Regions from separate parts of the Mus musculus genome. Here all the other regions are linked to region 5. The links are chromatin contacts, called in public HiCAR-type, HiChIP or PLAC-seq and promoter capture Hi-C maps. All regions are on one chromosome and are shown on one strand. The core of a region is the stretch at or near the end of the contact, and the rest is flanking DNA. Distances in the headings are between cores, read along the strand shown. Region 1 holds the start of Tmod2 (tropomodulin 2). Region 2 holds the start of Scg3 (secretogranin III). Region 3 holds the start of Mapk6 (mitogen-activated protein kinase 6). Region 4 holds the start of Leo1 (Leo1, Paf1/RNA polymerase II complex component). Region 5 holds the start of Gclc (glutamate-cysteine ligase, catalytic subunit). Region 6 holds the start of Tmod3 (tropomodulin 3). Region 7 holds the start of Myo6 (myosin VI).

Region 1 (3,890 bases), core at 939-3,438, 2.1 Mb after region 5:
TCTCAACTGTCTTTAGTGCAATTTCAATATCTTTCTAGAGCCCCTATGTGGCTGTTGATCTCTGCTTGGGCTTCCAACTATGACAGCAGTATAAGAAATCACTTCTGAGTCTTCTTCATTCCATAGACTGCTCCTGAAGTCATGATCCATTCACTGTATCACATTCAGCCTTTCTTTATGAAGGACCAGGACACAGCCACAGAAGGTAGTCGGCTACCAGGTATCTTTGTCTCTCTTTCCTCCAATCTGAACAAAGGTGCTTCAATATCTTTAGATTGTGCCTTTCGCTAGTAAAACTGTTGATCTGATCTGTAAACAGCCCCATTTTTATTTAGTAAAAGACTATGCTTTGTGATGAATGTACAACATAGAAAGGTCAGATATCCTGTCTGTTATACAGACCATTTGGCATAATAAAAGCATAGGAAAACTCGAGAACATTATTTAAACTGGTTTGGTCACACCTCCAGTTCTTTTCATTCTGACAAGGGGATGCAGGGTTATAGTTGACCATGGAAACTCTGTTGTCTCTCAGCAGCCATGGTATACCTGTGTTCACCACCCTAGTTTCCAGAGCCTTAAAAGGCCAGCTTTTATTTTCTGACTCAGCCACCCACTGGCCTAATTTTTGTTTATTTATGTTAATGTTCATGTTACTTGTGTGGGGATGCCCTGGGAGGGCAGAAAAGTGCATAGGCTACCCCAAATTTAGAGTCACAAGCTGTTGCGGTCTGTCTTGTGTAGGCGCTGGGAACCACACTGGTGTTCCCTGGAGAATGATGTCCTTAATGACTAGAGAAGCTGGATAAACCTATCCTACCACCTCTCTTTCTTGAATGACTCTGAACTCCCATAAAAACTCCCTTTGTTCATCCCATGGGACTGTTACAAAAATTTTTTAAAAAATTACAGGAATATGAAGGCATATTTTTCACATGCATGCAAAGTTGCTGCTATTATTTTCGACTTTAGGATTTCTTCTACAGCATGTTTTTTATTTCAGCTATGTGACTATTGCATACCTCACCCCAGATAGCAGCCATTCAAGTTCACCCTCACCCATCCTTGGTCTACTATAGATCCAGTCAGCCCTGAAGCATCCATCTCTTTAGTTCATGTTCCTGCACTAATCCCAACATAACACCAATCCCACCATATAGTGAAATACTGCATGGAGCAACTTGGAAAAAAATACAACAACAACTCAGAACAGCTATAACTGTCAAGTACCCTTCAAAGGTTATATACTCAGCGTACCCAACAAGGAGTCAAATGGAGAGCAACCTTATGGAATAGAAAATGCCCCTATTGTGTGTATGGTGGTACATACCTGTAGTCCCAGACCTTAGGAAACAAAATCAAGAAGACTAGGAGTTAAAAGATCAGCCTAGGCTACATGATAGGACTCGTTCTCAAAAGAAAGTTTCTGGAAGGAACCCATTTTGCTATGCACTTCCACAATCAGGGATTCGTCCCATTCAACTTTCATGCCCCAGAAACAAGATAATATTCTGTAGTTCCTAAGAACCAGTCAGAGAGAAAGGACATTTCAGTACATCTTCGTTGGTGGGGATGGAGGTTAGACTGCTAAAAGACCCACAGTAATAAACTCAGGGAGTTTTAACTTCTACCCAGGCCAGAGACGCAGCTATCTTTTGCATAGCACTTTTTGCAGGACTTTCCCATCAGAGACTGCATCCAAAGAATGTCTTCTGTAACCACAATGAAGGACTCCGGACTGTGTGTGCTCTTAGTACAGATAGACCTGCGGTTGTTGACTCCCACACCGCATCTTTAAGCTGTAAACATTTTACAGGGAATGAGTCTCGAATCCAATGTCCAGTATGAAGCCAGTGTGTAGGTATCAGTTCCCCAGCACTCCCAAACCAAAACTTTTATCCCACTCCCCAAACCCCAGTTAGTTTTCCAACCCCTCTTAAGCAATTAACCCATCTAGTTCTTCCCACACCTACACCTAGCCAGTAAATCCTAGGGCAGGCCTGGTCTATTCCTATACTTGGCCCAAAGTGGGCCTTCATGAGGCTGCCCAGAAAGATGCTCAGCTGTCCACAGTCTTGTCAAGCTTCTGCCACCCATGGCGTCAATGATCCTGAGCCAGTCCACAGAGCCTACCCAGCATCCCCCAAACCCAGGCTCCACCTGCCTCGCAGCGTGCTGGCGCACGTAGCTCTAGATTCTACCGGAGGACCCTGCGAGGCCATCGCGTCATTGGGAGACGCAGCTGCGGCCCGGGCAAAGGGTCCTGTCTCGGAGTGGCCACCGCGCGCCGCCAGAACTACGCTTCCCAGGCTGCCCCGCTGCAGCCGCGCGCCCCGCGCCCCGTGCCGCGCCGCGCCCGGCCGGGAGCCGCCTGTTGATCGCAGCTCCAGCCTGGGGCCACGGCGCCGCCCCTGCTGGTCGGACCCGCTCACTCCTGGCTCTAAGGCTGCTGGGCAGGACCTTCCGCTTCGGGATGGGCACAAGCAAAGGTGAGAACCTGGGACAGGAGGGCACTGTCGGGACATCCTATCTGAAGCACCCCTGTCCCCCGCTTAGCGTGTCCGCGGGAGGATGCTCCATAGCGTGGCGCGCGGCCAAGTGCAGCCCGCAGCGGCTTGCACCCGAGCTGCTGGTGCGCGTGGTGGCAGGGGACCGAGCCGGGCAGCCGGGGATGAGTGTGGGTACCGGTTGCACTGTGCCCTGCAGTCCCGCAGACCCTCGGCGCCGCAGTCCACGCGCAGATGCAGAGAGGGCGCGGTCTCCAGTCGCTCCGGGCTACGGAACTGGGGTTTTCCACCTTAGGCTTTGTTTCCCATTTTCTCTTCTCCCGTAGACCGGTGTGTGATAAGCTCTCTGAGTCTTGGGCATCTCACGGCCTCATTTGAGCAAGAGCCTGGGAAGGGAGGAGTCGGGCCGGCATCTTTTCTGAGATCCTGGGAGCTGTCACAAGGACGCATCTGCCTTCAGAAAGCCTCTCTGAGCAGGTCCCAGAGAATCTTTTCTTATTCTTCCTGGTTAAAATCATGCTGGTCTGTGTCTTTCCGAGGCTTCTTTGCTTTAACCTGTTAACCTGCAAAAAATATGAAGGTCGGGTTTTTTTTTTTTTGGGGGGGGGGGTGATTTTTTAAAAGGCTCTGGGAATTTTTATTTTAAAATATTAGAAGATGGGAAGGTAATGCGGCTAAAATGCAAATTACAGGAAAGAGGCCGAGAACGCCATCGTTTCTCCGGCGCCTATTAAATATCTGATTCACCATGCGCTTGGGAAGGGAGAAAAAAGAACATCAGAGAACGAGAACGTATTACAAAAGCATGGTTTCCATAGCAGCTCCACCATCTAGGCGCTGATGGATGCTGGGCCAGACCCCCTCTCCTCTCTAAGCTGCGATCGCCGTGTAAAATGAGATATTTGGTGAGATGGATTCTGAACCTCTTTTCGTCCTAGATTCTTATATCAAGGTACTGAGATGGCCAGAGTGTTTAACACTTTTACAAAATGCTTGATGGAAACCGAGCGAACAGTTTTCCCTTAAAGAAACAGGAGGATTTTTCAGGGCTTAGCCAATCCAGTTTTGGTTTTTTGTTTGTTTATTTATTTGTTTGTTTGTTTGTTTGTTTTAAATATGCCTGGTTCCCTCAGTTTTCTTCAGTATAGCTCAATAAATATCTCAAAGGTTTGGTTTTTATGTTAATATAAATTGGCAGGCCACAATGTGGTGGTTTTGTTTGCAGCAGGCACTTCGATCAGCTGATAAAGGTTAGTGGCTCCCTAGGGCTGGGCCTGAGCTGTCAAATGTGCTCAGCAAAAAGGTGGGGGAGGAGACTCCAACAAGCAATAGCCAGAGAGAACATACAGTGAGGAGAGAGAGAGTGGTACTGATGGGTTATTG
Region 2 (3,620 bases), core at 949-3,448, 2.1 Mb after region 5:
CTTTTGTTTTTGAACCTCAATGCCCATGCCCTAATAATACACCTACTCCAATAAGGCCTCACCTCTTTATAGTGACACTCCCTATAGGTCTATGGCGGCCATTTTTATTCAACTACCATATCTTGCCTGGTCATTAATTCCATTATTTGGACTCCATTTGAACTCTGCACATACAAAGGAGACATAACAAACCTCGGTGATTATTTACTCTCCTATACTTAACTAAGAACATCATGTTGCATGTGAACCTTATATACTATAGAGTTGCTTTGATGTTGGTTTCATACAGTTTTTTTTTTCTCTTTACTAGGCACAAGACCAGCAGTGACCAATGTCATCTTGTCTTTTTATATGAGCAATTATGTTAGGACCTGGTACATTTCAAATGTTCAGTATATATCTGTTCAATTAAATTAAGATTATTCCATTTACAAATCTATGCTTTTGTCCAGTATGATCACGTATAATAAGACTAAAAAAACATGAACTTATTCATATTCTATTTTTATGCCACATTCTATTCTATTCATATTCCTTCCTGTTCCATAAGTCAGCTGATCTGAAACATTACTCATTCCATAGTTCAGTTTCTATCTAATGTGATAACAAGTGGCATCTATATGTCAGCTGATAGAGCTGTCATTTATGTTTTAAGGAACAGAGATCTAAAGAAATTTCCCTTAGCACAGATGTGATTTTAAAATATGACCCAATTTTTTTAAATTTTTAAACACAATCTTAATAATTATATGGATGTGTGTCTGTGTTGGGGTATGTGCACATGTGTTGCTCACAGAGGCCAGAAGAGGATTGGAGCTGCAATTACAAACAGTTGTGAGCTACATTTATGTAGGTTCTGGGTCCTCTGCAAACCCAATGAACCATTGCTCTAGCCCATGAGTTAATTTTTAAGACTGCAGCATACCAGGATAATGATACTGTGCTACCCACCATTGAGAAAGATCTATTCGTTTTGAAGTAACTGCTAGATTTGAAGTACTCTGTAACAGATTTTAATGTATCAATTTTTAAAAAAGATTCACATGGAAACAAAAGGACTTTTAGATTCTTAACTGAAATACTTGCATGACTATTAAACTCAAAACCTCCAGAAAGGGAAATCTGTTTGTCAGTGGGTTTGTTTGTTTGTTTGTTTTCATGTATTTAAATAAGTAACTTGGTCCATGAGAGGGAGGAGCCAGAAATCAAAGGCCTGATTGTGCTGGATCCTTCTTTGTGGCCATTCTTCAGCTGGGTTCTCAGCAGGCTGCAGTTGAAAGGGAAAGATCCAAGTTCTGCTTAAAAATCAGACTAAAGAGCTTGCTCAGCACCCCGCTCACATTATGCTACTCGCATTCACCACTTAAAAGTCTTTGGATAGTAAATTGTATGCAATGACCTCAGTCTTCCAGGATATTCTCGGATTATAGGAAGCACCCCTCTGACTTGCTTATGAGGAGAGGAGTATTTTTCATGGCTTTCCCTTTTCTTGAAAGACTCTCAGAACATCAAGATCCTCAGGTATAAATTAGACCCGGGGAAGAATGTCACAAAAGCACACTATTTTTCCTACTTGGTTAGAAGAAAGAGAACAAAACTGAATATTTCTGGTGAGGACTCTCGCTCCAAGAGGGACAAACGGGTTGTTTTGTTTTGTTTTGTTTTGTTTCCTTCTCTAACTATGTGAGAGTGAAGTTTTATGCACAATGTATTTGAAATAATATTCGTGCGCTTTCCTAATCAAAAGGCTCCTGTGGAGCTGAGATGCAAGAGCATCAAAAGACTGTCAACACAGATCAATAAAGGCAGGTCTTTATAAGGTTTGATAGAATTATATCTTTTGTTTATAACAGAATTTTGATTATAGTAGAATATAAAGGTATAACAGAATTTTGAGTATAGCAGGAAGGGATTTTGGAGTAGAGACTGCAGAAGAATAACAATCAAAATTAGACAAAGATTACCCATGTCTCCTTGACAAGTTCACGGGTAGAGAGGGCATTTAACCCTTGAGGTACAGCAACCATGCCTATCGTCCAGCAATCCTGCAATCCGGCCCGACTCCGACGTAGAAACATACCCAAGACTGCGGCAAGGAAAATACGCGAGCAAGCCTGTCTCCCCTCCCCCGCTCCGTTCCCGCGGGATTGGAGTAGCGCTGGGTCGCTGACGCCATCCTCACGCCTCTGGTTTGCATGGAGCATGCGCCTCCTCCTCATTTCCTCTCCTGGAGCTAGTGGAGTAAAGCTACGCCCAGGCCCGCGTCCGCTGGCGGCGCAGGAACTTCAGCACCCGCGGGGCGGACAGCGCCTACCGCACCTGCTCACCTGCTCTGGGCGCCAGAAGAGCCTGCATCCTCCTTCCAGCCCGGAGCAACTGCGCCGGAGGCGCCCAGACCCTCTCCCTTCCCGCACCCAGGCTCCTGTCCCTTCCAGCTTCTTAACTCCCCTTCTCATTCATAACAAAAGCTACAGCTCAGGGGCCCAGCGCCAAGCTCTTTCCAGCAAAGCACAGAAGAGCAAGAAAGAATGGGGTTCCTTTGGACCGGCTCTTGGATACTGGTGTTGGTGCTCAACAGCGGCCCAATTCAAGCTTTCCCCAAACCCGAAGGCAGCCAAGGTATGTGGACATTGCTCTGCTTTAGAGTTCTCTTTCATTTGGCCCAGCCAAGATAAAGCTTGATGTGACCCGTGAGCTCTAAATCGCCCTGCCTAGTTTTTCTCAGCAGATCTCGTATCGTGCATATTGACAGAATATACACGGTTTTGACTTCAGAGAACGAAGATGGATTTTTCTTTCTCCTTTACTTTTAAAATAATAGAGCGATAACATGGTCTTATTTTGAAAAGGGGAGCGAGTACCTGTGCTTAAAGTGGCTAGGATTTTTTTTTTTTTTTTTTGCTCATTACACATGCAGGATATGATGATCTCTTTTAATGTACCAGCAATGATAATCCAAATAGTATGTTTCCAATTGAAAAGAGCTAATAAGCTAAGAATTAGAACTATATGTTAAATTTCTGATCAGAAAATAAAAGTGTGATTGCATTTAATTCAGGATATGCAATAATATAATAAGCATACCAACTTTGGAACTCACCATGTATACAATTGATAATCTTTGCTACTATAAATTTTATTTTATAACATTCAGAATTATTTCTCCAAAAAATCTTTTTTCATTGTGTTTTTTATTTTAATAGGAAACATATTTGACCACCCAAATGCACAATTAAATTTATATTTATGTGTATTTATTCTAGACAAATCCCTGCATAATAGAGAATTAAGTGCAGAAAGACCTTTGAATGAACAGGTAGGTCAGATGTAAAATTATAACTCCTATGTTATCTTATTCACTGTTGTCACTTACTGTAGTTTCCTTGTGATATTTTAGCCATTTTACATTTATAAACTCCAAGACATTAATAATAAATTGACAAAAACTAAGATGATAAATCTGGTTCCACTAATTCTGTGTTCTCACAATTAGTGCACTGAGTTCTTATAGCACATGGGCTGAGGCATGATGATAACCCAGTGAGATCAATACTGTAGCCACTCTTATAAGACTGTCTAGTTTACCAAAGTGTGTGCGTGGCTTGTTTTGTTTTCTTTGA
Region 3 (4,107 bases), core at 45-2,544, 2.3 Mb after region 5:
CACCACCCCGGGGGGTCCAGCCATTAGAGGAAGATGGAGGTCCCAGAGTCCATCAGGAGGAACTAGAGGGAGGACAGAGTGGGTCGGTGGAGCAGAACTTCACAGTGCCGGCTGCACTCAACAGCTGTAAATCTCGCTTTCTGTAGGCATTACTGCTCTTCTCCTGGTATTCAGATGGTATTGCTTTAAATATAATAGAGCTGGGCTCAGCTGCCTAAGCCTATAATCCAAGCTCTGGGGAAGCTAAGGCAGGGAGATTAGGTGTGCTAGGGCAGGCTGAGTTATAGAGAGATGCTGTCTCACAAAGCATATATTTTAATGTATCTCTGTATTAGGAAACATTGAAGCTCCTCTCAAGCTCTTAACTTCAAGTGACTGTGTCATCTCTGAAAGGGGTTTGCTGCTTACAGTGGATCATGGACTGCAGTGGCCATATTTTCTTTAGGATGGTCAATTACCACTGATAGAAAGGGCTAACCGAACCTCTCATTTTTCTTTTTTGTGAGGCGGGGTCTCAGTAGTCTGGGCTGGCTTTGAACTCACTATGCAGCCAAGGATTAACTGTATCTTCTAATCCTTCTGGTCTCCAAGACAGGGATCACAGGGGTACAACAACAAGCTCTCCCAGCCTTTTGAGACAGGGTCTATTATATAGCATAGGCTGTCCTGGCACTACATAGACTAGTTAACTCATGTGCCACTACTCCCAGGCAAACCCTGTGCTTTTTATATCTAAGTTCCTAAATACTTAAATTTCATCTAAGCACTGGAAGGGCAGCTATCTACCTTTCTCAGCACGCCTATGTCAAACTCTGGCTGGTCTCAGCGATCTCAACAAGCCAGCCACCCTGCTGACTGAGCTTTTGCTCAGTTTTCCCAGGACCCCTCACTCATTCACCTCCCTGGTTACCGCGGATGCTTCTAGAAGCAGCCAACGGACCCCGGGGACCGATCCCAGGGGCCTTCCCAACACCACCCTGAGCTTATCTGCTCAACAATCTGGCCTAGCATATTCGCCTTCGCCCACTTCCTCCCGACAGCACGGGACCCAGCAGCCGTTCAGACGCTCGCCCTGTCGGGTCACTTGGTACGACACTCTGGGCGGTGGTTCAGCTGAGGCCGGGGTGTACCCGCCAGCAGGCCGCGTGCAGCTCCGACCGCCCCCGCGGCGCGCGCAGTCACGGGCGTTGGAAATTCCGGCGCGTGCGGCTCCCCGGCTGGCGGGGGCGGGGCCGCCGTGGAGTGAGCCTGTGACGTGAGGGGGCGTGCCTCTGCGAGGCCCCGCCTTCTCTCCGCGCCCTCTCTGGCGGGTCGGGGTTACATGGCGGCGACTGCGGCAAAGCGAGAGCCTCGGAAACGCCGCTGCCGCCAGCACAGCCGGAGACCTGAGCCGACCTTGAGGGCTGTCCGCGGGCCCTGCACTCTGTCGATGAGTCGGAGAAGTCCCGTGAGTGTGTATGTGTGTGTGGCCGGGTGCGGGCCGGCGCGGGAGGGAGCGGCAGAGGGCCCGGCGGCGGCGCCGGCTCCCGCGTCCATTGTGTGTGACCCTCCGGGCGGCCGCCGCTCAACAAAGACGCTTTTGTTCCGTGTGCCCGCTCAGCCCGGGCGGCGCGGCCGGCTGCGAGGGCCAGGTCCCCGCGTGGGGCTGGCGGCGCGGCCGGCGCGCCCCTCCCACCCGGCACGCCCCTCGCCGGGCAGCCGGCCGCAGGCATAGCTGGCGGGCCCCCGCCGCCTGCACCGGGCTGCGCTTCGCGGGTTCGAGTCCCCGCCGCCCGCGCCCGGTTCCGCGGGTTCGAGTCCCCGCCAACGCGCAGGCGAGGGCGGTGGTCCAGGAGCGCTTGAGGCGGTGGAGGCTTGCCTTCCTGGCTCGCTGCCTCCCTCAAGCTCTCCTGTCTCCTCCCCTCCCCAGCCTGCCCGGGTGACTCGGCCTCAGCTGACTCCGGCCGGGCAAAGTCTCCGGCACGTTGCGTAGCGCTCTGCTCCTGCCCCTAAGTCCGCCCAAGTTTGTGCCTGGCGGTCCACGAGGTGCCGGGGACCGGCCTGAGACAGGGCTCCTGACACCTTTCCGGACGTTAAGGTGTGATCCGGAAAAACACCCTGATGAAAACGTACGTTACCGGTTACAGGCCTCCTCACTTGGAGCTTGTTATGATCGGACTTGGGAGTTGTGAGGAGTGGAGGGCTTTCGGCCGCCTTTTGTTCCTGCCTGGCTTTGGCTCTCCGGCTCAGGTGCCTTGGGGAAGCTGCGTGCAGCAAGCTCCTTTAGATCGCTTTCGTGTTTTACCTTTCTTTGACTTGAAAGTAGGAAAGATGGAGCGCAGGGACTTGGTAAAGGGGAGTTAGGTCTCTTTACAGTATCTAAACAGTTCGTGTTCGTTGCTAAGAGTCCGGAGGCAGTATTAACTTTTTATGGATACAGATAGATGATTGTCAGAGGGGGAAATAAAAACGTTCTCAGGCCATCAAACGAAGAGCAGCTAGCTTCAGAATAAATTGTTGATTATTCTAGCGTTTTTATTTTGGTAAAATTCTGGGTTTTGACGTTCTGTCTCTTTAACGTTGGAGAACTGCGTTGGAAAGAATTTGAGAAGAATGTGGGGTCTAACCAGGGTCCAGTCCTCAAAGGGATTTTGTTGGTTGCAGAGACAGTCGCCACGTAGTCCCAGCTAGGCTTTGAGTAACGATTCTCCTGCCTCGGCTTCCTGCTGGGTTTAACACGTGTGCACCATTGTCCCCAGCTTGAGAGTTTCTAGAAATGACAGATTTTAGTGTTTGGAAATAATTTTGAATTGAGTGGAAGAAACATATCTTTAGCTTGTAGTTGTTAAAAACCTGTTTGTAAGCTGCTTTAACAAAAATATATGTTGTATTAATGTAATTACATCATAAATCTTGCTTTACTGATGTCCCAATTAATAATTGTCATCTCGGAAGCTTGTCAGATTTGAGCAGACAGTTCTATCGCTTCAGTATTACTGTTCCTGAAAAAAAAAAAAAAAAGACCCTGGGAAAATGAAACATTGTTTAAAGTCAGCTTTCTATATGAGGATATTTTGCAGTTTAGTCATTTGCAGGAGAGGATTAAAGTAGCCTGCCCACTTTTTGCGATTAAAAAAGATTCTGGGGAGGACTGGCTTGCGGAACATTTAGTTTCTCAGTAGAAAAGACAACGGTTTTAAAGACAAGTGTAAGTGCCGAGAGCGCTGCAGCATTTTATGTAAGTTCCCGGAGGATGTGAGAACTAAGAACTCACAACCTCGCAGGCCTGCTGACTCAGGGGACCCGGGGAAGGGCCTGGGGTCCAGTGGGAGGAGGCACAGAAGGAAGGCTGCAACTTTGGAGTTGGGTGATGACTCACCCTGCCCACTGCCGCCACTACTACGTGGCTTTTTTTTTTTTTTTTAAATGATAGGCTAAAGTGTTTCTGTCCATATCAGAAATCTCTTTTTCTCCGAAGGATAGTGTCAAAAAACAAAAAAACTAATGGCTTCTTAAATTGGCTCTTAAAAGGATATCCAGTACCCTGCAGGTACAATTGTGTAACATTTGTTGAGAGAAAAGATAAAGTCAATTGCTGTTTAGTTGCTGAAATTAAATGTTTGATAATAACAGGTCTTTGGCTGCTAGTAAGAGAGATTTTTTTAGGAAGTTATATATGGACAGACAGTACATTATAGTCTTGGTGGAAATTGGCTAGTTTTCATTGATCATCTATAAGGTATTGGTTTAAGTGTTGTTAGTAGGAACTGTAAAACATACTTTCTTGTGATATTTATGCATTTTCAGTATATTGAAATTATTACTATCATTTTTATCAGTATGGGGTTTTGCCTGCATGTATGTCTGTGCACCATTTGACTGGTACCTTCAGAGAGGCCTGAAGAAGACATTGGATCTCTTGGCACTGGAGTTTCAGAGGCTTGTGAGCTGCCATGTGGGTGCTAGGAATCAAACCTGGATCCTCTGGAACTGCAGCCAGCTTTTGTAACTGCTGAGCCGTCCCCGAGCCTGGTGAATTTTCTATTTTAATGAGGACAGGTTGAAACAGGCATTGTTACAAACACTGTTTCCAATCAGTTTTTAAAGAGAGAAACTGAATGGATAGTT
Region 4 (3,693 bases), core at 274-2,773, 2.3 Mb after region 5:
TGAGGAAGTGGAATCGGGAGTATAAAGCCAACAAAGGCAACATACACAGCAGATCCAGTAGAAGAAAGAGGGGGAAAGAAAGGGAAGGAGGCACGCAGGCAGGTAAGCAGACAATCAGGCAGACCTACCAAGTTCTACCCTGTCACATCCGTAGCAACTTCAAGACTAAGAGCAGTTGTCAAAGACAGGACACCAGACCCTGAAAGTCAGTCTTGGAGAGTCCACTAACTCAATGGTAAAATGGAAGAAAACTGCCATGACCTTAAAAGAAGTTTTTAAAAGGGAAGAAAGGGGAGGGGAAGAAAGCGTAGAACTGCAATCATCTGTACACTCCACTTCCCTAAGCTATGGGTGGCTATGAGAAAGCACTACAGGTACATCTTACTAAACGACGCTTTCACCAGTGGATGCAAAAAAGCACTAAGCGTTAAGCACTAAGCTGGGGAGCGGGAACCTGTCTTCTCATGATTACATTCCCAACCCCTAGCAAGGTGGCCAGGAGATGATAGGGATCCTTGTTTACTGAATGAATGAAACGCTTCATGGAAAACATGGGAAGGTGTACACAGAATTGTGCCTCGAAGACACAGAGAATAAACTATGAGCAAAGCCGGGCACAGGAAGAGTTTAGTTCTCTGTACTTTTACTTAGTGCTCCCTCCACAACTGGAGTAATTACATACAAACTGGAGTTGGTGACGAATGGGGGGAGGGGCAAGGAAAATGACATGTATAGAAGTTAATTTGGGCCTGGGGGGGCTGCAAGAATTCTGAAGTTCATCTCGGATCTTTCCTCATTCTTCTATTCACATCTCAAATTCAGATATTCGTAGACCTGTGCCAGAAATGCCCCCCATGAACCATCATTCATTCATTCATCACCAAATCCTGTCACTCCTCTCCAAACACTCCACAAGTTTCCCCATTCTTACATCACAGACAAGGAAACTGGCTTTCCGCACAGGCTCTCCAAGGGCACCCATCGCCAGTGCGTAGTCCTTCTGTAGAACTCCAACCTGATCCCTCCCAGACCCTTCAGGGGCATCTACACTCTCCCATCAACTCGCCCTTTCACACGGGGCGTTACCGCGCCCGATGGGCAGTTGAACATGTCTCCACTCATTCACTGCCAGCCACCCTTTCAATTGGCCATGTATGCACGGAGGGGCGCAGGCCACACGTCCTCCCTTCTGCTCCCCCAGGAGTCCAGGCCGGTCCCTGATCCTCCAGGCACTGACTCCGCGGCGGTCTCCCCGGGAGAGGCGGGCACCGCCGGGCATGCAGGGGGCGCTGGGCAAGAGCTTGGGGACTTCGCGTTGCCCGGCGCCGCGCCTCCGGCCGAAAAGCAACCCGACGCCCCATGTGCCCATCCGCGGAGCTCGCCCGCCCGCCCGCCCGCCCGTCCGCCGCACCTTTGCGCTCGGCCTCGCTCTCAGCTTCGCTCCCGAAGAGGTCCTCCATGTCCGCCATAGCAGCTTGGTCCGCGGCCTTGGCTTGCTCGGCTCGAGCCTGCTTTACGGCCAGACCCGTCCAAACACGACGTGTCGTAAAGAGCCGCACAAAGACCTACTTTACTTTTGTGACCTAGTTTTCTCCAGCACTCGGCTGGCTCCGCCCCCACCCCCTCCACCCCCGCCCCGGTGTCTGCGCTCGCCCGCTACTCCGTTAGCCCGCTCGCACGCTGTGCGGAGCTTGGGATGCGGGTCAGACTTGTTTACGACCTGTCAGCTGCGGCCAGGTTTCTTAAAAATAGTTGAGGGTGGGTGTGGTCGCTCTGCTCTGGGGAGGCAGATCTCTGTGAATACCAGGCCAGGTTCGTCTACAAAGCGAGTTCCAGCCAGCCAGCCAGCATATGTCTACATACGTAGATCCTGTGGCAGAAGAATAAGAAATAAGTCATTGAGAGCTCTAGCCTGGAGTAGTTAGTGGTGCACGCCTGTAATCCAGCACTCTAGAAGCAAAGGGTCAGAAACCCAAATTCATCATCAACTGCATAGCAACTTCAAGAGCAGCGTGGGATCCTTGAGAACCCCCACCCTTAAAAAAAAAAAAAAAAAAAGGGCTGGTGAGATGGCTCAGTGGGTAAGAGCACCCGACTGCTCTTCCAAAGGTCTGGAGTTCAAATCCCAGCAACCACATGGTGGCTAACAACCATCTGTAATGAGATCTGACTCCCTCTTCTGGAGTGTCTGAAGACAGCTACAGTGTACTTACATACAATAAATAAATAAATCTTTAAAAAAAAAAAAAAAAAAAAAAAAAAAGACCTGGTGAGATCGCTTGTCGGTAAATGACTTGCCCTTAAAGACTAAAGATCTGTTTTCCGAAAATCCAGCACCTACTTAAACTCAGGCACGGCTTCCAACATCTGTAATCCCAGCTCTCAGGTCCAATAAAGGACCTTGTCTTAAAATACAGATGCTGGATGGTGGTGTCTAGGCCAGCCTGGTCTACATAGCGAGTTCCAGGACAGCAGGACAGCCAGGGCTATACATAGAGATTCTGTCTGGGGGAAAAAAAATAAAAAAAAGTAAGGTGCTGCCTGGTGGGGTGAAGAGCATTTCAAGAATACACTGGAAATCGGCCTTTGGCCTCTAGGCACATGGAAAGTAGCTCTGTACAGAGCTTGCCTATTATGAGTGAGGGTTCAAATTCAATCTGCACTGGGGAAAAATAAAAGATTTAGGACTAGAAATCCCAATATGGGAGGCTGAGGCAGGAAGACAACTGAGAATTTGAGGCCAGCTGGGGCCACAAAGACAGCCTGGATTACTAAGGATGAAGCTTTCAGTAGTATTAGGTTAGTTTCTGGCAGTATTTGCTCATTTCTGATCTCTTCTTTAAATTACATTTATTAAAATAAATTTATTTTTAATTTTATTTCTTTAAATGTGCATGGGTGCTTTACTTTGCATACATATCTGTGCACCACATGCATACCTGGTACCTGAAGATGTCAGAAAGGGGCATCAATCACATTACCTGGGACTGGAGTTAGAGACAGCTGTTACCTTCCATGTGAGTGCTATGAATCAAACCTGGGTCCTCTGGAAGAGCAACCAGTGCAACCCAGCCAGTGTTCATAACCACAGAGCCATCTCTCCAAGTCTCCATTTCTAAGCTTTTTTTAAAAAGATTATTTATTTTATGTATATGAGTACACTGTAGCTGTACAGATGGTTGTGAGTCATCATGGGGTTGCTGGGAATTGAAATCAGGACCTCTGCTTGCTCCTTCCCCACTTGCTCCAGTCCCACACACTGTAGCTGTCTTCAGACACACCAGAAGAGGGTGTCAGATCTCATTACAGGTGGTTGTGAGCCACTGTATCATGCTGGGATTTGAACTCAGGACCTCTGGAAGAGCAGTCAGTGTTCTTAACTACTGAGCCATCTCTCCAGCCTATCTCTAAGCTTTTTTGGTTTTAGAATTATAGATAAGGGATTATAGATCAACATACCTATAAGATGGATATGGTTCTCAACATGTGGGTTGCAACTTCCTTGACAAATCTTTCTCTCCAAAAATATTTATGAGTCACAATAGTAGCAAGAAAAAGTTATGAAGTAGCAACCAAAATAATTTTATGGTTGGGGGCCACCACACATGAGGAACTATATTAGAGGGTCAAAGCATTAGGGAGGTTGAGAACCACTGCTAGAAGATATATTCTACTATATTACTGTTTTTTATG
Region 5 (4,089 bases), core at 439-2,938:
GGGCATGGTGAACCACTGTGCTTCGACTGCACTGAACATCTGCGGATGAAGTTCAACTCCAAATGGTTATAAAGACATTCATTTGTTTTTATTTTTGTCTTTATGGAGTCCTAGCAAGACAGCGAAAAGTAAATTTTTGATTGCTCAACAGTGGCTGGTTCCATGAGAACCTTAAAGGACGCCACAATTTGCTGCTGCCAACTATATATATTTCCTAGTTAGGCCCTAGGAAAAACAAGTGGATAAAACCCATAATATCCCTGCCCTGTATATGATACACGGAACACAAATGAAGAACTGTCAAATGTAAATACACAACAAACTTTGGACTAAAACTGGAGAACTGCCAAACGAGTGTGTCCCTTTCCTGAAAGAAAATGTGGTGATAGACAATTTTTTTTGTAGGAATATATATTAGTCCTAATACTTCCTTAGGCCAAGCATAATTCTTTCAGCTGCAGATGGCAGAATCATCTACCAACATTAGATACAGAAAAACTAACTTTTCGCAAGCTAGTCTATGCCGGTACAGCAACACTTTGAAACTTAGCCCAAGGATAATACTAAACGATAAATACATACAGGAGTGGCACGCTATCTGCCGTAAATGCCAACCCCACACAATAAAGGTCAGACTCAAGAGGTTATTTAACTTTATGTATCTTTTTATCAATGTGCTTATTTAAAAATAGGGGATGCACACACAAAAAAATGTTTTTAGCGTTGCCGCTTTCAGATGGTTCGAACAAATGGGTCCCAGAGATCATGCACAAGTTTTAGCATTGACTGGTAACGCTTAGCTGCTGGCTCTAACCAGTCTTACCTAACCTCTAAGTTGTAAGCATTTACAGTTAAACCGGATAATGAAGTCTCCCGTCTTTTAGGAAGACAACCCCAAGTCCTTAGGTCTAGCAATGTATTTGTTGCAATGTATAACTCTAAAGTTTGCGGACAGATGTGAGATGTGTCAGGCGTTTAAGAAAAAGAGCTAGAGAAAACCGAGGGCCGAAGCAAACACCCTGGAGATTTGAAACGTGATAGCAAGCCAGCCGGGCAAGTCGGTCCTGTACACACTCATCTCCAAGGCGAACAGTGCGACCGGACGCCGGGAGGCAGATATTCACACTCCTCCCGCTCAGGCCCTCCCTGTGTCCGAGCGGCTTGCCTCCCGACAGGAATGAATGAGCCCGAGTGGCCAGCGCCGAGCCCGGGCCGGTGGCGGGGCCGCGGGCGGCCTGGCCGAACAAAGGCGCGCGGGCTCACCTCGTCACCCCACTTGAGCACGTCCTTGTGCCGGTCCTTGACTGCGTGGTAGATGTGCAGGAACTGGAGGATGCCGTGCCTCCGCACGTGGTCGGCGTGGCGCTGGGTCTCTTCCCAGCTCAGTGGCGAGCCTTGGGACAGCAGCCCCATGGCCGCGTCCTCCTCCCGGCCGCAGCTCCGCTCTGGGGGCGCCCTCGGGCCGCGCGGCGGGCGTCCCGTCCGTTCCCGCTCCGGCTCGGACCCCGCCGCGCGGTTGACAGCCCGGGTCGGGGTCTCTCGCCGCCGCCCGGTCTCGCGCTCCCACGCCGGCCCTGCGGCCCTGGCCGCCGCGGCAGCGCTCCACTCGGCGCCGCCGGTGTCGTGCACGGGCTTCCTACTTGCGACCCAAAGCTGCGGCGACACAGAGCATGCCCAGTTCCGCGCCTGCCGCTCCGTGCGCCGCGCTCCAGATTTTATAGGCTGCGGCGGGGGCGGGGAACGAAGCGGCAGGTCGTGGGTGGGGCCTGGGGCGGGGGCGGGGCTGAGGCCGAGGGTGTCCGCGGGGGGGCGGGGCTGTCTGCGAATAAGGACTGAAAAGTCTGGGTCCTAAGAGAAAACTGGGTCAAAAAAAAAAAAAAAAAAAAAAAAAAAAAGGGAGGGGGGGAGAGGGAGAGAGAGAGAGAGAGAGAGCTGAAATATCTGAATATCTGTTCAACTCTGTACTGGTAGAAAGGGTATAAAGTTAAGAGTAATCCTTTTTTTTTTTTTCTTTTTTCTTCTTGGTTTTTCAAGACAGGGTTTCTCTGTGTAGCCCTGGCTGTCCTGGACTGGCTTTGCTGGACTCGAACTCATAGAGATCCTCCTGCCTCCCATGTGCTGGGATCAATTATGTGCACTACCACGCCTGGCTGAGTAATACTGTGTGAGTGTGTGTGCGTGTGTGTGTATGTGTGGTTTTTCGAGACAGGGTTTCTCTGTGTAGCCCTGGCTGTCCTGGAACTCACTCTGTAGTCCAGGCTGGCCTTGAACTCAGAAATCTGCCTGCCTCTGTCTCCCAAGTGTTGGGATTAAAGGCATGTGCCACCACTGCCTGGCTGAGTAATACTTTTTAATAAATGTTGTACGACTCCACATGGCATGGATATGCATAGAGTTGATTGCTGGTTATTTACATGCGTCCATGTATGGGCAGGGATTAGATATATGTATATCATCATTGTAAACCCTGTACGTTAACTATTTGCCAATGGGATCTCTGGTCGGCACAGAGATCACTCACTGTGCAAAAGAGGTCTTGTCTTGTCTTGTCTCCAAGTGTGCAGTGTGAGAAGTTTCTTCAGAAGTTTCCCCACCTTCAGAACCGAAGGTCCATCCAGCGGTGGTCATTCTATTGCTCAGGAGAGCTTTACCCTGAGTGCGGAAGGCTCTGGGAACTGGATTCCGTGGGAACGAAGGGAAGGTACCTTGCCCGAATAGTTATTCGATTAATGTTTTGCAACTGTATAAATATATGCAGTAACTAGATGATCCATTCATGTACAGAGGGCAGAAAACATTTATTACACCCTCCCCCCCCCCACACACACATTGTAACTACATTTTCAACATGTAGTTACTTAGAGACAAGATCTCACTAGATAGCCCAACCTGGCCTTGAACTCCAGGCAGCCATCGTGCCTCAGCCTCCTGAGTGTTGGGATTAGAGGCATGGACTTCCACATTTGCTTTAGATTTAATAGTTAATGAACACTCATCACAACATTCAATGAACACTAATCGATGAATGCATGATAGGAATATTTCCTCATTGAATGAGGCCATCAAAGAGCTTGGGGCCACAGATACTGAAAGTGTGGCTGTGATTTGCACAGTGGAATGCATTTAAGTATGTGCACAGGTTAGATGGCATCTAAAACTGAGGAGACATGATGCTGTCTCTCTCTCGCACATAGCTGGAATAATATTCTTTTAAAAAACCATTCTAACACCACCACCACTCAATCTTCACTACTTACTGCCCACTACCTTATTGTGTCCTCCCCACCATCCTTGCTAGGTTGTTAACTATGTTCTGATCCACCATTCTTTCTTCTTTTCTGGGTGCTGCAGATTCTCCAGCTGATACACTCCTTTGAGTCCTGACTACTCTGTGTTGTGCCTGAATTTGTATCACTATATATGTTGGATACTGGCTTTCCTTAGAGTACCGGTGATGTCTGTGTGTTTGTGTGTGTGTGTGTGTGTGTGTGTGTGTGCGCCCGCGCACGTCTGTGTGTGTATTTTGTACTTCTAGGGAACTGTTCAATATAGACTAGTGTTTAATAAGCCTAGGTTCTCTGTGAGCAGAACAGGTATTGGGAGATGGGGAGAGAAGCTGTTTTACCTGCATGTAAAGTACCCCAAAGAAGATTTGGTTATTCTCAAAGTCTCACCTCACATTTTCATACACCTGCATGACTCAGCAGGACAGCTGCCAGCCTCAAGTGATTATTGAGCATTTGGAATCCTACTGACATGACATAAGAAGTGAACTTTTAGTTGTAGTAAGCTTAATTTTGGGGGGCTGGAGAGATGGCTCAGCGGTTAAGAGCACTGACTGCTTTTCCGAAGGTCCTGAGTTCAAATCCCAGCAACCACATGTTGGCTTACAACCATCTGAACAGCTCCAGTATACTCATAAAAATAAATAAATACATCTTTAAAAAACTTGTTTTAAATGTATTTCAAAATTGATTTCAGTGCCAGTGGTGTCTCCCACCTATAACACCCCCCTCCTCACCACTACCCCCCCCCCACACACACACACTGGATGCTTCGACAGAATTACCACAAATTTGAGGCTAGTCT
Region 6 (3,879 bases), core at 820-3,319, 2.2 Mb after region 5:
TATGGAGGGGGGGGGACAGACAGAGATGGGAGGGAAGGAGGGACAAAGAAAGAAGATATAGAAGAAGAAAGAGAGGAGAGGAGGGAGAGAAAAGAGTGGAGGGAGGGAAGGAGGGAGGGAGGGAGAGAGAGAGAGAAAGAGATTGAGATTTTCCAGATTATCCGTGATATTCAGTGAGTGTCAGCAGCACAAATCCGGAGTGTTTACTTAACCAGGGGTGCTCCCGCCCTGAGAGGAAGAAGTAGATGCCAGAAATAGATGCCAGGAGAAACTAACCATTGGGTGACTCCCTATTCTGGGTGTAACTGGAATGTACCTCAAGCATGCTCTCCAGTCCTCTTCTGGGCTGCTTTTTTTCTTTTTTTTTTTTTTAATTATCAAGATAGAACACGATTCCTACCCATGCTGATGTCCGTGCTGATGCTCATGATGATGCCTGTGCCCCGTGCCGATGCCCGTGCTGATGCCCATGCCCCGTGCCGATGCCCATGCTGATCTCCATGCCGATGCCCATGCCCCATGCTGATGCCCATGCAGATGCCCATGCTGCTGATGCCCGTGCCAATCATGCCCATTATGCAGAACATCATTAAACGGTCCTCCAAGGTCATCTTCACCTAACTCCATCCCCTCCTTTCCCTCCTTTGACTAGTTGCTTCTCCAGTTTACTCTCTCTCACATTAGCCTAATCGCACTGCCTGTTGTAGAACACAAAGTTGGAACGGGAAGATGGGATGGAGCAGGAAAATGGGCACATGCTGTCTACCAGGTGATTAGAAACAGCATCTGTTAAAAACCACTGCCTTGCTTGGACCCATAAGATAACTAAAAACAGAGTAACCCCTAACATCTATGCTTTCATTTTGTGTCTGCCTTCCTGTTTTGGGTTGCCTAGGTACCTCTGCATGTGGACATATTTACCATTCAAGGACTTCTCTCATGGTCCTTCAGGATAAAGGCATAAAACTAAAGTATGAGAGACATCTTAGAGTCAGCTTTTACAATTACTCCTCAAAGGCACCTGTGGTCACTTTGGATTCCATGAAAATGGTCAGTTACCCATCCCATCCATGGTGGGGAGGATGCATCTTGGAACATGAGCACTTATCCTCTGAGAATGACATTGCCCCCTCAGGCAAAAGGGACTCTTGGGAACAACTTGCAGAACCAGTCTTAAAGAATGACCAGCCAGGACACATTGTGACCAGGATTGCTCAATTATACATACAAGAATGCTTCCTGCCCCAGTTGCTCTGCTTAAATCTAAAGCTCATATGGGCTTATTGACTTCTTTATCTGATCCTTTCCTAGGTGTGTGCATTAATGAAATATATCTCTGCTTCTCACCTTTACTCCTTTGTTTAGTTAGAGGCACCACACCTTGGTGCGATTTATGACCTTTTCTGCCATAAATTGCTTTAAAAAGACAAAACAAAACAAAACAAAACAAAACAAAACCCAAACCAAAAAAACCTCATGTAGCCCAGACTGGCCTTGAACTCTGTATGTAACTGACTGATAAACTTCTGGTACCCCTCCCTCTGCTTCAATTGCTGGGATCTGAGATTACAGGCATGTAACACCACATCCAATTTATACATTATTTGGAATTAAATCTAGGGCTTTGTGTATGCTTGTGTAAGCACCCTACCAACTGTGCTACGATCCCAGTTCCTTAGCTTTTATCTGTCTTCCATGACAAGTTTGAAAGGCTTTCCCATTATCACGCTCTCCCATTAGTAACCAAGGGATTAAGAAAAGCCTTACTCTGTATTATTTGTTTACAAAAGGCCCACCATGCAAGAAGGAAATGTATTACCCAAAAAAAAAAAAAAAAAAAAAAAAAAAGCCTATAGATAGGCTTTCTACCTTCCAGAGGGTCACGGGCAGGTACATATACAGGAGCAGAAAGCATTTTTCTCAGCCTAGTGTCTGTACCCTCTTATAACAACACCCTTCCCATTGTAAAGGACCAGGTCCGTATGTATGGAGCCGCACCCTTCTCCCTTGAACTACAACTCCCAGCATGCAGTCTGCCCCACGAGTACGCACGCGCGTGGGAGGGGACAGTGAAGGGGAACCAGCAATACAGACAGCGCGGTCGGGTTTAGGGGCAGCTGGCGGGAGGATTCGGCAACTCCCTGAACTTGAGGCACCGCGGAGTGTGGGCGCCGGGAAGAGCGATTCAAACCTTGCGGACTGTGCAGTGGGTCGGCGGCCAGACAGGTGAGTTCAGCCCAGTGCTTTCCAGGAAGTCCGTCGGCGGGCGCGGCAGCGGGTCGCTCCGGCCTGGGCGACTAAGAAGGGAGCGGCTGTGCTTCCTGCGCCTTGCCCGCGGGCCTCGCTAGAGAGCAGAGGGTGCCGGGCCGTTCTGGGACGGCGAGCTGTGCTGGGTGTCGCCCGCGGCCAGGCGCGCAGGCTCTGGGCTGGGGTTGAGTCACTTGTGGCCGGCCAGCAGGGGTTCGGAACCGGCCGCCTGGGATTCGGGGCCGCCACTAGTATTTGAGACCGGTCTCCTGGAGTTCGGGACTGTCTACGTAGGGTTTGGGGTTTGGCTGTCTGGGTTTGGGACCGGCCGGTGCTCCGGAACCGGCGTAGCTGGGAAGCTGTCTGAGAAGCGCCTTGCCTTGCCGCCCCTCTACCCCAGCCTTCATCTCGCTGCCTGGCTGTTGTTGGATGAGAGGAAACCCACAAAACTTGGGACACACCCTTTTTGTGATTGAAATCTGGTGTCTTGCATTGGCCATTTTGCTTATCTGCTCTGCCCTGCCTTAGAATAAGTTTCTGGCTCCTGTGCAGCACAGCTGGGGCCAGCTGTGAAGCTGATGCGGGTTTGTTTTGAGGACGTGACTGGGTCGTTGTATCTTCGCTTACAGAAGTTGATGCGTTTCCTCCGCAAGTCTGCATTCTGATTACAAACAGAAATGGGAAACAGCCCCAATTTTTACTTTCCTTTTCTTTCTCGACTCTTTCCCTCTCTCTTCTCTGTTTAAGAATCCCCTTTCCCCTTTCGAATCCTACCACACACACACCCCACCCACGTTCCCTTTCTACTCTCCCATCCAACCCACCCCCCTCTTTCTTGTCTTCTAAGAATCACATTCCCAACTTGACCTCTGCTTCTCTTTAAAAAAAAAAAAAAAAAAAAAAAAAAACCCAAAAACCACAGTCATCTCTTTGGTAATGAACACTGCAGTAAAACTTATCCCAGGAGGTCATACTTAAACAGGAAATGAGCCTGTGGAGATTTGCTGGCTATGAGCAGTCTTCTTTGGTTTCTGACATTTAGTGCAGTTCATGTTTCTTTTTCTGAAAAACTTCGGAATAGGTTTTTTTTTTTGCATATTAAATTGATTAATCAATTGACCTGTCATTATTTTAGAAGAATAGCTTTGCTCAGACTCCTTTTTATTAGTTCTCTTCCTAGTCCTGGTCACACATTTTATACACATATATATCTCTTTTTGATATTTTGAGCTGTGTAGCTCAGGCTGGCCTTTAAGCCTCAGCTTCCCAGTACTTGAATTACAGACGGAGCCACCGAGTCTGGCCATGTCTATAATGTATTAAGAGCTGACAGTAGGGCCAGGAGAGAAGGCTCAGAAGGTGAGAACACACACTGAATCCCATCTCTGGTTCTACACGTGCCATCCATCATATTCCAATCTTAAACGACCTTGCCTTGCATCTCTCAGCATTTGTAGTTTATCTTAGAATGAGGTTGGTGGTAGCCAGGTAACCCATGATCATCCTATCCTTCTATGGTGTATGTGTGTTCAGGTCTTTGCATGCTCTTGTGTGTTCACATGTATGAACATGCATGTGGAAGCCTGGAAGTTGATGTCATATCCTCCTGGATCATATCCACTGAACCATATC
Region 7 (3,622 bases), core at 692-3,191, 2.4 Mb before region 5:
CTAATATAATATATATAATAATATAAATGAAACTCCAGTACCCAGGGCCTCACACACACACACACACACACACACACACACACACACACACACGCGCGCGCACACACACACACAAGGCAAGGTCTTTACCCACTGAGTTACACTCCCAATCCTGTACCCTAAGTGGAGTTTTGAATACCAAGAGAAAGTTAAAAACTAGAGAATGGTTTTTTATGTGGAGTTCTTATGGATTTATTCAGACCTTGCATGGTGGAAATCTTTAAAACCATCTAAAGGCCTTTCAAAACCCAGATACAGTCCAGTTGTCTAAACAATAAGTGATCCACCACAGACGCCAGGCAAAGTCACAACAGGATGAGCGAGGAGCCTTCGGCTTCTCTCCGATTTCCTGGCCACTGTTATTTTAAAATTTGATCGTGTAAACAAGGGAAAATCCCTTTCGGACAAGTCCCATGGACTATAATTTGCATCTTTGTTTTTAATATGTTGTAGCTTCTATGAAAAATCATAGTTGTTCACTTTTTCTTGCTCATGTGTCTAGGTACTAAAGACCATATGTAAAATCTATACTCCACGGCTTTTTAACTGTATAATCGCAATACTCTTTTCTTAAGGGTTGTATTCTGTCCCTGCCTTTTACAAGTAACTTTTGAAAACAAATACAAAACTTGAAAGGAAGAGGGAAAAAAATGGGTAACAGATCACACACACGAAATAAAAACACTACAGGCCGACGAGCATCAGACTAAAATGACTTCTATTTATCACTGTGCCTGTTTACTCCTGTGCAACTGCAAACACAGAAAATGGGCAGACATTTAAAAGTCAATGAGCTGTTCTGAAGAACTACATTGTTTCTGGGCTTCCTCTGTCCCCCTTGTAGCATTTGTGGCCATTTCTAAAATTAATGCTAGAGAGCACTAAGGTAATTTTTTTTTCACTAAACATTTCCCAGTTGGAAAACCACAAGCCAAGATGTCTTGAAGTCGAGTTAATTTGTACAGAAATGCTGCTGTTCCGCAGCCAACCTTTGGACCATGACCACCACCAAGCTCAAGACTCAGATTTTATGGTGTTACAGCCGAGCCTCAAAGGCTGTTAAAAGTCTCAAGCTGACTAACTATATTCGAAAATCCTGCAACTGTAACACGAGAGCAAACTAAAGTTTTATTCAACACATATGAAATCGGAGCAGCGTTTGTGTAGCGCTCCAGCAGTATCTCCACATTGGGATTTAAACAGCTCTGCCCTACATACTTTATGCCGGATAAAATGTATCTTTGTGTAAAAGTTCCTGACATAGATTATCTAAGAATGGCCTTATCAAATTATTTCCTATTTTAAAATACAATCCACAGCTAGCACGTTTTAATTAGTTTAAGACGATTTGGAATTAAATAACAAAGTTATTTTCAGCAACACATCCGTAAAACTCACACTCAAAATACTAGAACGCTTAGGAACTAAAATTCCAGCTTTATAGTATGCTACCATGGTCTTCTTCGACACAGCTAAATTATTAATGGTATCAATTGATCTTTACTCTGACAACAAACTAGACTGTGTAGCTTTTTCACTGTGTTTCGAAAGGAGAAAATAAAACTATCTTGCAGTGTCGGGTGGGACTCGTCAGGTGACAGGAGCCCCGCTGGCCCGGGAAGGGGAAGCCAGAGCTCCAGTCCGCGCCGGGCAGAGCAGAGGCCAAGGCGGTGAGGACAGGCAGGCGGGCAGGCGCCCACACTCACCCGGCGAGGCAGGTGCGCGAGGGGTCGCGGCCGTGGAGAGGCTGCCGGGCTGCGGGCGCGAAGGGCAAGCGCGACACCGCGGCCGAGAGCGAGCACCGGAGACGACAGCACGACGGCGGCCGGGATACGCTTCCTGCTGGGACAGATCCCGGATCGGTCTCCACCCGCCGGCCAGAGAGCCCTGCAGAGTGCCCAGCCTGCGCACGTCACTGCTACGGAGCGCCCAAGGGGGCGGGAGGCGGGGCCGGAGGCGGGATTTTGTGGGACCGGGGCGGGGCGGCTAAAGAAAGGGCGGGTCTTCATTGGCCAGTGGGCGGGAACAGCCTAAGGGGCGGGGTCTTGGGGCAGAAGGGCTGAGAGGGGCGGGGTCCTAGGCAGCAGGACAGGGAGGACTCGCAAAGCGTAGGGTCTTGGGAATGAAGGAGCAGAGGGACGTGGCCTCAAGTCAAGGAACGCCGGGGCGGCTGTGAAGGGGAGGCCTCAAGAGCTAGGGTTGAGAGGGGCGGGACCTCATGAGGCGCCGGGGAAGGGGGTGGTTGAAGGAGTGCTGGGTAGGGGCGTGGCCTAATGGCGTGGGGCAAGAGAAGGGCGGGGCCTCAGGTTCCGACCGCATCCCTGCATCCCTGCAAGCCAAGGGCTGCAGGTAGCCCCTCATGACATTCCCTACCTCGCAGTGGTAGTTGTTTCCACTGCCACAGCGAGGGACCACAGCAAAGAGTCAGTTGAAGAAAAGTTGAGAGTGGGACAGGCGAATTGCGGAGGAACTCGCTTGTGGGGATTAAGGGTGGCACCGCAGCCCATCTAGGCTCGTGCTCCTCACCTGCCTGCGTCAACTTCCTGTTCAGCCCTTGGAGGATTGAACCACGGAAGAAAATTTTTTCTTCTCTGGCTAGCCTCCCATGCAGATATCATATTTACTTCTTACAGCCCCTGTATTTCCACCTCGCCCCCTTTGTTGTTGTTTATCTGGACTCTTGAGAGAGTCTCGGTCTGTAACCAGGCAGTCCTGGAACTCATCATGTAGCCCGCGCAAGCCTAAGAATAGTGACAATCCTTGTGGGCTGGTTTTATAGAACTGAGCCAACTGGCCCGCTTTATCTTTCCGGTTGTTTAATTTTACTGTCCTTATAAGGTCATATGTGGGTCATCTTTTTAAATTAAATATTACATTCCTATGCAAATTTGAGAGCAAACATCTCCTTTACTAGAAAAAAGAGGTTAATATGAAAACAAAATAAGGGGCTGGCAAGATAGTTCAGCCAGTGAGGGTTCTTGCAGCCCATCCTGAAGCCCAGCATGTTTCAAGGAGAGAAACAACTCCTCATATTGTACTCTGACCACTGGGCTCTGTCTAGAAGATTCCCAGAGAAGACAGGTTTCAGGAATTCAAACTGGACCTGGTGCCTCGTGCTTGTAATTCTAGCTACTCGGGAAGCTGCATGTTCAAGACCAGCATGGTCAGTTAGTAATATCCTGTTTCAGAGAGAGATGGGCTATAACTAAGTCCACGGTAGAATACTTGCCTAGCATGTGAGGCCCTGGGTTCAATCCATATCACCACAAAAAAATGGTAAGGGAAGGGTCAGGCATTCAGAGACGACCCAAATGACTTGATGAAAAAGCTACCTTCCACTGAACACATTTCAAATTCGTAAGACAGTAAGTAAAATTAGGGAAACTAAAAAAGAGGAAGGAAAACCAAGAAAGGAAGTAATTTACAGCAACCACAGAAATGTAGCTCCAAGATTGCCAAAAGAAAAATCTCAACTATATCAAAGATTGTAAAATAAACTAAAACCAGGGGCAGACTTATTTCTCAAATTCCAGTACTAAGGTGAGAGAGGGGGATAGAGGGCAAGCAGAACCCTTGGCTCACC

What was found. Promoter capture Hi-C pulls out the DNA fragments that hold promoters and counts their contacts. HiCAR-type assays count read pairs that join an accessible place to other places. HiChIP or PLAC-seq counts read pairs in DNA pulled down with a chosen protein or histone mark.
Region 1: a contact with region 5 is called in a HiCAR-type map of astrocytes, with 6 times the contacts expected there. The contact joins the promoter of Tmod2 here to the promoter of Gclc in region 5. A contact is called at or near these places in 1 of 39 promoter capture datasets (hippocampal neurons), 3 of 115 datasets of contacts at active chromatin or transcription factors (astrocytes, embryonic forebrain and embryonic stem cells) and 1 of 9 other capture datasets (pancreatic islet).
Region 2: a contact with region 5 is called in a HiCAR-type map of astrocytes, with 6 times the contacts expected there. The contact joins the promoter of Scg3 here to the promoter of Gclc in region 5. A contact is called at or near these places in 2 of 39 promoter capture datasets (embryonic stem cells and hippocampal neurons) and 3 of 115 datasets of contacts at active chromatin or transcription factors (astrocytes, embryonic stem cells and neural tube).
Region 3: a contact with region 5 is called in a promoter capture Hi-C map of erythroid cells, with 40 times the contacts expected there. The contact joins the promoter of Mapk6 here to the promoter of Gclc in region 5. A contact is called at or near these places in 4 of 39 promoter capture datasets (the HPC-7 cell line, erythroid cells, hippocampal neurons and 1 more), 2 of 484 Hi-C or Micro-C datasets (muscle stem cells and nephron progenitors) and 3 of 115 datasets of contacts at active chromatin or transcription factors (astrocytes, embryonic stem cells and thymic regulatory T cells).
Region 4: an H3K27ac HiChIP or PLAC-seq map of embryonic stem cells shows a contact between it and region 5, with 10 times the contacts expected there. The contact joins the promoter of Leo1 here to the promoter of Gclc in region 5. A contact is called at or near these places in 1 of 39 promoter capture datasets (erythroid cells) and 2 of 115 datasets of contacts at active chromatin or transcription factors (astrocytes and embryonic stem cells).
Region 6: a promoter capture Hi-C map of erythroid cells shows a contact between it and region 5, with 20 times the contacts expected there. The contact joins the promoter of Tmod3 here to the promoter of Gclc in region 5. A contact is called at or near these places in 4 of 39 promoter capture datasets (embryonic stem cells, erythroid cells, hippocampal neurons and 1 more) and 2 of 115 datasets of contacts at active chromatin or transcription factors (astrocytes and embryonic stem cells).
Region 7: a HiCAR-type map of astrocytes shows a contact between it and region 5, with 2.8 times the contacts expected there. The contact joins the promoter of Myo6 here to the promoter of Gclc in region 5. A contact is called at or near these places in 1 of 39 promoter capture datasets (erythroid cells) and 1 of 115 datasets of contacts at active chromatin or transcription factors (astrocytes).

The regions. Positions count from the first base shown.
Region 1 is chr9:75,609,623-75,613,512 of GRCm38.p6, reverse strand. It overlaps Tmod2 (tropomodulin 2), which reads left to right and starts at 2,188. Exons shown (of 10, transcript NM_016711.3): 1 at 2,188-2,489.
Region 2 is chr9:75,682,634-75,686,253 of GRCm38.p6, reverse strand. Scg3 (secretogranin III) reads left to right here and starts at 2,198. Exons shown (of 12, transcript NM_009130.3): 1 at 2,198-2,619; 2 at 3,264-3,316. The coding sequence starts at 2,529.
Region 3 is chr9:75,407,203-75,411,309 of GRCm38.p6, reverse strand. It overlaps Mapk6 (mitogen-activated protein kinase 6), which reads left to right and starts at 1,294. Exons shown (of 6, transcript NM_015806.5): 1 at 1,294-1,447. It overlaps 4933433G15Rik (RIKEN cDNA 4933433G15 gene), which reads right to left and starts at 1,126. Exons shown (of 4, transcript NR_040719.1): 1 at 544-1,126.
Region 4 is chr9:75,439,354-75,443,046 of GRCm38.p6, reverse strand. It overlaps Leo1 (Leo1, Paf1/RNA polymerase II complex component), which reads right to left and starts at 1,523. Exons shown (of 12, transcript NM_001039522.1): 1 at 1,412-1,523. The coding sequence starts at 1,469.
Region 5 is chr9:77,752,134-77,756,222 of GRCm38.p6, reverse strand. It overlaps Gclc (glutamate-cysteine ligase, catalytic subunit), which reads right to left and starts at 1,688. Exons shown (of 16, transcript NM_010295.2): 1 at 1,264-1,688. The coding sequence starts at 1,413.
Region 6 is chr9:75,557,847-75,561,725 of GRCm38.p6, reverse strand. Tmod3 (tropomodulin 3) reads left to right here and starts at 2,069. Exons shown (of 10, transcript NM_016963.2): 1 at 2,069-2,226.
Region 7 is chr9:80,163,353-80,166,974 of GRCm38.p6, reverse strand. It overlaps Myo6 (myosin VI), which reads right to left and starts at 1,941. Exons shown (of 33, transcript NM_001039546.2): 1 at 1,746-1,941.